2 separate regions of the Pan troglodytes genome follow, and region 1 is linked to region 2. The links are chromatin contacts, called in public HiChIP or PLAC-seq maps. All regions are on one chromosome and are shown on one strand. The core of a region is the stretch at or near the end of the contact, and the rest is flanking DNA. Distances in the headings are between cores, read along the strand shown.

Evidence for each region. HiChIP or PLAC-seq counts read pairs in DNA pulled down with a chosen protein or histone mark.
Region 1: a contact with region 2 is called in an H3K4me3 HiChIP or PLAC-seq map of stem cell-derived excitatory neurons, with 2.2 times the contacts expected there. The contact joins the promoter of NKAPD1 here to the promoter of DIXDC1 in region 2. A contact is called at or near these places in 1 of 7 Hi-C or Micro-C datasets (stem cell-derived neural progenitor cells) and 1 of 1 datasets of contacts at active chromatin or transcription factors (stem cell-derived excitatory neurons).

Annotation. Positions count from the first base shown.
Region 1 is chr9:114,059,876-114,064,249 of NHGRI_mPanTro3-v2.0_pri, forward strand. It overlaps NKAPD1 (NKAP domain containing 1), which reads left to right and starts at 1,673. Exons shown (of 6, transcript XM_001146132.7): 1 at 1,673-1,961; 2 at 3,171-3,247. The coding sequence starts at 3,179. It overlaps PIH1D2 (PIH1 domain containing 2), which reads right to left and starts at 1,641. Exons shown (of 6, transcript XM_016921982.4): 1 at 1,533-1,641; 2 at 601-824. The coding sequence starts at 777.
Region 2 is chr9:113,910,605-113,915,458 of NHGRI_mPanTro3-v2.0_pri, forward strand. DIXDC1 (DIX domain containing 1) reads left to right here and starts at 1,785. Exons shown (of 21, transcript XM_009424149.5): 1 at 1,785-1,970; 2 at 4,403-4,495. The coding sequence starts at 4,439. C11H11orf52 (chromosome 11 C11orf52 homolog) reads left to right here. Exons shown (of 4, transcript XM_009424146.5): 3 at 256-317; 4 at 549-1,458. The coding sequence ends at 788.

The sequences.
Region 1 (4,374 bases), core at 423-2,922, 150 kb after region 2:
CCTGTCTCTACAAAAATCATTTAAAAATTAGCCGGGTGTGGTGATTCCCAGCTGCTTGGGAGGCTGAGGTGGGAGGATCGCTTGGGCTGCAATGAGCTGTGATTGTGAGCTGTGATTGTGCCACTGCACTCCAGCTTGAGCGACAGAGCCAGCAAGACCCTATCTCAAAAAAAAAAAAAAAAAAAAAAAAAAAAAAGTCTGCCAGGCGCCGTGGCTCATGCCTGTAATCCCAGCACTTTGGGAGGCTGAGTCAGGTGGATCACCTGAAGTCAGGAGTTCAAGACCAGCCTGGCCAACATGGTGAAACCCCGCCTCTACTAATAATACAAAAATTAGCCGGGCATGGTAGTACACACCTGTAATCCCAGCTACTTGGGAGGCTGAGGCAGGAGAATCGCTTAAACCCGGGAGGCAGAGGTTGCAGCGAGCCAAGACCACACCATTGCACTCCAGCCTGGGTGACAAGGCAAGACTCTGTCTCAAAAACAAAACAAAACAAAACAAAACAAAAATAGCAATACCTAAGTGTAAAGTATTCTCTGGTTATTCTGGGATCATTTCATTCTAGACCTCCCCATCCCTGGCACCAACTCGACATACCAGAATCCTGGTCTGTAGACAAAGCTGTGGTTCTGGGGCAGCACAGAGCTGTTTCCCTTCTTTCAGCTGCTGCTGAATAAACTTCTCATAGCCCTCAGGGTCACTTTCAGCTAGATCATCTAGGAGGTTCCAAAACTGAGTAACTTGGGTAAGCAGACCTTTTGAGGATGTCTCCATGACTGATGAGTGGTGAATAATTTTCTTAAGCCTGTGGAAAAACACGACTTCAGGAAGAAAACTGTCTGTGTAATTATTGATTCATTTCTGCTTTGGGGAGGTGGAATGGGTCAGGAATTGTTTTGGTGAAGTTAGGACAGCATTTGTGTCTAAAAGGTTGTGGATCAGCACCACTTTATGTTTTCCTTATTCTTTAATTATCTAGTACCTCTTTCTAAATTCTCACATTGTCCTCTCAGATAAGGCCTTACTTCTACTTGGACCCTGACAAGTCAGAGTAATCATTTTAAGTCTGGGTTTCCTGATCTTCTTGTTCCAACACCTGACTGGTGGCTCCCCACTTCTGACATTGCCAGAGGTGTGGTGTGGGGTGAGGGCCACATAAGACTTCCTTAATCCTCAGTATAGTTTAGTATTTCAAAGCATGGACTTGTGAGCCAGAATGCCTAGATTCCGGTCTTAGTTCTATCTCTCACTAGCTCTGTGACCTTGAGCAATTAATGTTCTGTTCAAAATGAAGACGATAATATCTCTACCATAGGATTATTGCGAGATTAAGTAAGCTAATAGAGAGGCTGGGACACTTCTCTACGTCTTCAGATAAATCTCCTTAGCCTCTTCTCCCATTGGAGAGGTGTCCCACAGCATCTTTAGAATGAGGAAAAGAGGTTTAGATTCTTCAATTACTGTGTAAGGGTTACGCTAAACGGGAAACTTAACTAACGGGTAATCATTCCATAGGTCTGCAAACCCACCTCTTCTCTCAGTTCTAACGGGTAATCATTCCATAGGTTGGCAAATCCACCTCTTCTCTCAGTTCCTTGACAAACCGCGACGCCTGTTACCAGGGTAACCAGCCTGGGTACAACATCTAATTGGGTCCGGGGAACTTCAGGGAGAAAAGTCTCTTCATATCTAGTTCCGGAATGTCCCCCTTCTGGTGCCAGGCTTGCTTTTCAGTTGGGCCTGACCTACTTCTCTTCCAGGAAAGCGCCCGCCTTCCTTCTGCACCCGTCAACCTCTGGAGTGTCCTGAAAACCCTCCCTTGTGGGAGTCTCTGGGCTTGCCTGTTGGTGGGACGATTTCTCAGGAGCACGACTTCCGGCCTGAAAAGGAAGTCTCCTCCTTTTTCTCCCAAACCACTTCTTCCCCGCTAACCCCGCCACGCGAGGCTGCGGCGCACGGTATGGGTGTGTTTGTGTGTATTTGTGTGGGGAGGGCGTTTGGAGGGAAGGTTACCGGGAGCTCCGAGGCCGCTGGGGAACAGGGATCCCGGTGACAAAGATGGGGATATTTTCTCTGTCTTCCACTTGGAAACCTCAACCCCCGCTTCAGGCTCCCTAGATACTTTCTGGGGCCCAACCGAAGGCCGTAGCCATCCAAAGCGTTCCCAGCCTTTCTGGGGAGTGAAACTTACCCCCGGGGTTCGTCCTAGAGGAGCGTGAGCGGGGAATGCCCAGGTCAACCGGGCTGTCCGAATTCCGCCCCGGCTCAGCCTCCGGCCTCAGTCCGGGAGAGAGATCTGCCTGTCGGTCTGGGCTGGGGGAAACGCGGCAGTGGCCTGGGCCACAGGTGAGGGCAGAGTAACCAGTGGGAAGGCTGCGTTTTCACGAAGGACTCGGGTGAAGCTGCAGAGCTGCCTTTGAGCCCTGACTCCTTGGCTTCCTGGGTCGGAGGAGATCTTGTAATGGAGTGGTTCTTCGTCTCACTAACAAGATGCCTGATTTCCTCAGGATCAAGGGGTGAGTGAGCGTTGGGGTGGTTGCACAAAGCTCCTGCTAGCTACACACGAAAATATTCTTGTCATCTAGTTTTTGGAAGCTTCCGTACCAAGTAGGAAATAAAATGCCCCCAAATGGAGAAATTTAGGACATCTTTGCATTTGATGTTTTGAGTCATCAGTTTCTGTTACTGTTGACACCTGTGGTTCCTGACACTCTCAAATCTACGTATTTGCTTCAGTGCAAACTGTATTGGGATTGGAGGTTTAATTTTTAATCTAGACAGTGACATACATCATTTGCCTGGGACTATGTGGCTTGGGACGTTACAGCTTTAAGGGAACTTCATCTACAAAATAGGGATGGAGATACTTGCCTCATATAAAAAATAGTTATTATGAGGATTAAATAAAATGGTGCTCATGAAAGCACCTAATTTTATGTAGTCTTGTGCATTTTCAAAGTACTTTAATGTACATTATCTCCTTTCATCTCACATTAGTGTGTTTAGGCATTTCCCTCTTTTAATGGTAAAGGGAAAACTATTCTTTAGAATCTCTGACTTCTAGTTCAGTGATCTTTCCTGTACCTCATGCTTCTTTATAAAACTTCAAGAAAAGATAAAGTAATAACAGAAATTATTACTAAACGTTATTTGTTGATTCATTTCAGATTGAAGAATGTCACGGATTCCACTGGGGAAGGTCCTCCTGAGGAATGTCATCCGGCACACAGATGCTCACAATAAGGTGGGAGGTACAACCTAGTTACTCCTCAACGCTTACTGAAGGCAAGCAGTGTGCCAAGCATTATTTTGGCACAACTGGGAGATACAAAGAATATTCTTGTCATCTAGTTTTTGGAAGCTTCCGTACACAGTGGGAAATAAAATGATGAATAAAATAGATAATTATAATACAGTTTGATAAGTACTGTGTAACAGAGATATTTGCAAAGTGCTTTGGAGCACTAAGGAGGAAATAATAAAATCTACACTGGGGAATTAGAAAAGATTTTACAGAATTAGTGGTATTTGAGCTGCTGATCTTTGAACTGGTTCTTGAATAGCTATATGTTTACCAGGTATGAAAGATCATTCTGGATAGACAGCATCATGCATTAATATGGCAACGAGAAAGAGCATTAATCACTTGGGGCATGGCAAGAAATTTATCCAGAAAGCAGGGAAGGTAGGGGATAGTGGCAGAAAATAAGGCCTCAGTGGTTTAGAGTTGGATTGTGATGTTTGGAGCTGAGACTTCTTCCTCTAGGCAATAAAGAAGCCATCAAATGTTTTTAAACAGGGTGTGGCATGATCATAGTTATATTTTAGAAAGATGGTTTGTCAGCTGGGTAGGGAATGAATCAGATGGGGAGATACAGAAGGGAGAGTAATTAGGAGGCAATTGCAGTATTACAGGTGAGAGATGATGAGGGTTCGCATGAAATTAGTGACAGCAGGGATGAAGAAGAGGAATTTAGGAGATAGAATCCAAAGAAGTTGGTGGCTAATTAGATTATAATGATAAGAATGGAATCTAATTCAGTTGACCCTTGAACAATGCAGGGGCTAGGGGCATCAACCCCCTGCATAGTCGAAAATCCATGTATAACTTTTTACTCCCTCAAAATGTAAGTGCCAATAGCCTACTACTGACTGAAAGCCATAGCGATACCATAAACAGTGGATTAACACATATTTTTTATGTTACATGTATTATATACTGTATTCTTGTAGTAAAGTAGCTAGAGAAAACAACATTTCATTAAGAAAATCACATTGAGTAGGCTGAGGAGGAAGAAGAGGGACTTGTTTTGCTATCTTACAGGTGGCAGAGGTGGAAGAAAATATGAGGATAAGTGGACCTGCACAGTT
Region 2 (4,854 bases), core at 535-3,034:
TTCTCTTGTTGAACTGTGTTAGGGGCTAGTGAAAAATGAGGATGGAAGATATTATGGCCAGATTGTGAAAGGGCCAGATTGTAAACCCTGCTAAGGAGTTTGGATTTAGGACTAGTAGACATGAAAGAAGTGAGAATGGAGGCAGGGGGATTAGACAGAAGCCTGCCGTTAATAGTTTAATAGTGATTTGAAGAAGGCAATCTCAGTAGAGACAGGGAAGAGAGAATAAATTTAAGTTGGATTTCTTCCCCTCAGGAAGCCAAACAAGACGGACACTGAAGCCGCAGCCCCAACAGCTGCAGCAGAATCTCCCAAAGGTAATGACAGGTCTCTGTCTCCTCTCTGGGGCTGCTCGGACATGGGATCCCAGTAGTCAGCTCTTTTGCACTGCAACAGACACATTTCAGTCACCTGTAGAATTTGCTGGCTCTGTCTGTCCTTTGCTCAAAGGAGCAAAGCGAAGGGACATCAGTTGACCTGCCCCTGCATTGGAGGTGAGGGGCAAAACCAAGCCATGAATCTCCCTTAATGCTATCCATTCCTCGCAGGGCCATGAAACAACAGGACATACGTATGAGCGGGTGTTACAGCAGCAAGGGTCTCAAGAGAGGAGTCCAGGCCTCAGGTCGGAAGACAGCAACTTACATTATGCTGACATTCAAGTGTGCAGCCGTCCCCATGCCCGGGAAGTGAAACACGTGCATTTAGAAAACGCTACAGAGTATGCGACCCTTCGCTTCCCCCAGGCCACACCTCGCTATGACAGCAAGAACGGGACCCTGGTGTGAGCGCTGGGGAGGAAGGCCGAGTCCATCGTTAACCACTACTCCTGTGGGGGAGAACCTACTGCTTTGGGGAATTGGGTGGCAACCCAGGGATGTTGGCCACGTTTTAAGCTTAAAGAACTCCAAAGCCCCTGGAATTGTGGGCGTCCCATTCTCCCCTGGCCTCTTACTTGCCACTGTTAGGTTGGAGTTAATAGTTGGTTTAGCTATGGGTGGATAGCTAAACTTAGCTATCCACATGAGGTTAGGTGGAGTGTGCAGGGAGGTAGGTCTTCGACCCCACCATTGTTGCTCCTGCTCTTGCAAAGTGCAGAAAGAGCAGGTAAAAAGTTAGCCCATAAGCACGTGGGCTGATCTTGTTGGACTTTAATTAATGGTATCCTTTTTCACACAGCTTAAACTCCAAAGCTGAAGGGGAGGTGCTCCGGAAAAGCGTTCTGAGCTTTTACATTCAGACACTAGGGCTGGCTTGGGCCATTTTCTCAGTGGCTGAGTCAGGTTCCAGACCTTAACAGACAAATGGGGGAAGGGGGCTTAGGCGTGGAGGAAGCGCTTTCAGGACCTCAAGTCAGTGATAACCGACAGCACAGCGAGGCCTGGAAACTTCCCTCGGAGGGACTGTTGGCTCTCGCAGGTGCGGGGCCGCTAGGATCAATAAACGGCCTGAGAAACATGCCCGGCGCGTTTTCTGGGGCGGGGCCCCGAGGCTCCTTGCGAGGAAAGCGGATCCCGCCCAGTTTTAAGGGCGGTTCGAAAGTCCAGCCAGTAGACAGGCCTTCCGGCCCCACCCCCAGGCCGCGGCTGGAGGCGGAGCTGGAGGGGGGTGGGGTTTAGGAGAACGGGGGCGGGCTACCATTGGCAGAGGGCGCAGTTCCTGGGGCGGGGGTCCATGCCGGGATTGGTTGTTGTCGGAGCTCCTGGGAGGCGGATCCGGAACGGCAGTAGGGGGAATCTGGGTCCAGGGGGCGCGGTCTGGGCCTGCAGGAGGCGGGATCCGGCGGGCCAGAGGCGGGACCAAGGCCGGCAGGGGCTGGCTCGGGCTGGCTGGAGGCGGGCGGGGCTTGGGGCCGGCCCCCGCATCACCATGGCAGCGGGAATGCCGCGGCAAAGCCAGAGCACTGGCAGGCCGAGCCCAGGAGGGCTGGGGACAGAGATGCTGAACCAGACGGACCCATCATTTAAGAGGTAGGTGCTGAAAGGTGGCGAGTAACAAAAATATTACCCAAGTTGATCATCCACATCGAAACTGGGGACACGCGGAGGTGGCGAGGATGAAGTGGGTAAGAGGAGGCTAAAATTTCAAAGACCAAACCGCCCTCAGCCTTGTACATTCTTAGTGTGCAGTTTCCTGCTTCAGACTTTCAGAGCTTAGAGAGGAGGGGTAACGCACTCCCCTTTCTCGGTCTGTTCTCCGTTCTCCCCAGATACCGCTGCCTCTCTGCTGGTCCCTAAGAGGGATGATTAAAGACTGGTAGAGTACTGAAAATGAAATTGTAGCACACGCACACGCAAAAGTTGGCAATAATAGTATCGGCCGGGCGCGGTGGCTCACGCCTGTAATCCCAGCACTTTGGGAGGCTGAGGCGGGCGGATCACTGAGGTCTGGAGTTCGAGACCAGCCTGGCCAACATGGTGAAACCCCGTCTCTACTAAAAATACAAAAATTAGCCAGGCATGGTGGCACGGGCCTGTAATCCCAGGTACTCAGGAGACTGAGGCAGGAGAATCGCTTGAACCCGGGAGGCGAAGGTTGCAGTGAGCCGAGATCTCGACAAAGCACTCCAGCCTGCGGGACACAGCAAGACTCCATCTCAAAAAAAAAAAAAAAAAAAAAAAAAATAGTATTAGCCCCATAAAGTGTGAGAATTTAAAGCACTTGCGACAAGTACATAGTTTGCAGTCAAATGTTGGCTGCCATTGTATCATTACCATTATCACTTTTTCCCGGCCCGTTGTCTGGCAAAGACTCAATGCAGGCAGATTCAGAAAAGGTGGGTTGGAGGACTGACCCCCACCACTAATTGGTGGAGAAACTCTGTAGCCTATTTTCTATATATTAAATGAAGGTGGCCGGGCGTGGTGGCTCACGCCTGTAATCCCAGCACTTTGGGAGGCTGAGGCGGGCAGATCACCTGAGGTCAGGAGTTCGAGACCACCCTGGCCAACAATGCGAAACCCTGTCTCTACTAAAAATACAAAAATTAATGGCCATACCACCCTGAACACGCCCGATCTCGTTTGATCTTGGAAGCTAAGCAGGATCGGGCCGGGATAATACTGGCGAGGCGCGGTGGCTCATGCCTATAATCACAGCACTTTGGGAGGCCGAGGTGGGTGGATCACCTGAGGTCAGGAGCTCGAGACCAGCATGCCCAACATGGCGAAACCCCGTCTCTACTAAAAATACAAAAAAATTAGCCGGGCGTGGTGGCCGGGGCCTGTAATCCCAGCTACTCTGGAGGATGAGGCAGGAGAATCGCTTGAACCCGAGAGGCGAGGCTGCAGTGAGCTGAGATTGCGCCACTGCACTCCAGCCTGGGCAGCAAAGCGAGACTGCGTCTCAAAAAAGTGGGGGGGAAAAAAAAGGTAGAAACATTAACTCTGTTTTCAAAGATTATTTACTGCAAAGGTCAAATAAGATGATGTAGATGATAGTACTTCGTAAGCTTAAAGTGCTATATACAAATTTCTGTCTTTAGATTATACATGCCGGGCCATGCGCGGTGGCTCACGCCTGTAATCCTAGCACTTAGGAGGCCACCCGAGGTCAGGAGTTGGAGACCAGCCTGGCCAACATGGTGAAACCCCATCTCTACTAAAAAAGTACCAAAAATTAGCTGGGCATGGTGGCACATGCCTGTAGTTCCAGCTACTCGGGAGGCTGAGGCAGGAGAATCGCTTGAACCTGGGAGGCGGAGGTTGCTGTGAGCCGAGCTCGTGCCACCGCACTCCAGCCTGGGCGACAGAGCAAGATTCTGTCCCCCCCAACAAAAAAAAGAATTACACATGTTGTCTCTCTGGGTTAAAACTCAGTTTCTGAGGATAGAAGGAAGTAAATGCCAGTAGCAGAGCTTCCAGTATTTCTCCTGATTATCTTCAGAATACTTCCTGTGGTCCTTGACTGATAAATATAGGAAGAAAGGAAAATGCATTGTTGCTTGACTAACGATAGGGGAGTATTACTCTTCACTTTATTAGTATTAATACCTAAGGAACTAGGTTTAAAAATGCCACTGGGTTAGCTGGGTGTGGTGGTGCACACCTGTGGTCCTAGATACTTGAGAGGCTGAGGTGGGAGGATCACTTGAACCCAGGAGTTAAAGGCTGCAGTGAGTTATGACAGTGCCAGTGCACTCCAGCCTGAGTGCCGGAGTGAGACCTTATCTCTAAAAAAAAAAAAAAAAAGTAAATTTTAAAATGCCACTGGGATAGCCCTGTTGTGCTTGTAATATCTTCAGCTGGACTTCCTGCTAACTAGGGTCCTATTTCTGATACTTCAAGATGACTTAAGTTGGTAGGTTTTGGGGAGGGGTCTGGCCCCAACTCGGTTAGTTGAGCTTTAAATTTTTTTTTTCCTGGCTTGTTATTTTGTACATTTCTTATTCTTCCTGTTTTAGGTGGCCCTGATTCGTCTCTTCTAGGGACTCTTGAAGATGGGGACCCAAGTGGTTATGAGATTCAGTAACTCCTTGCTGCCAACAGAGCCTTCTGTAAGTTTTTGGTGTACTATTGTGAAAAGCGTGATGATGTTACTGGAATTTCAATACAGTTCTACTTCTGGGGATTTCTCCATCAGGACTCAGATCCTGGAACAGAATTTTAATTTTTTTTTTTTTTTTTTTTTTTGCTTTTCCTTCTTGTGGAAATTCTATTAATAGCTCTCTTGGACCTCGAGTCATCTTTTTCTGGAATTAATAAAATAAGGCAGGGGTTGAGAAATTCTAGCAATTAATCAGAATGTATGCGTTTTTAAAAGATTTAAAGTTTGTTATAGCAATAATGTATGTTAATTACAGAGCATTGGAAAAATATTGCAAACTATGATTTTAAAAAATGCAAACCGTAATTC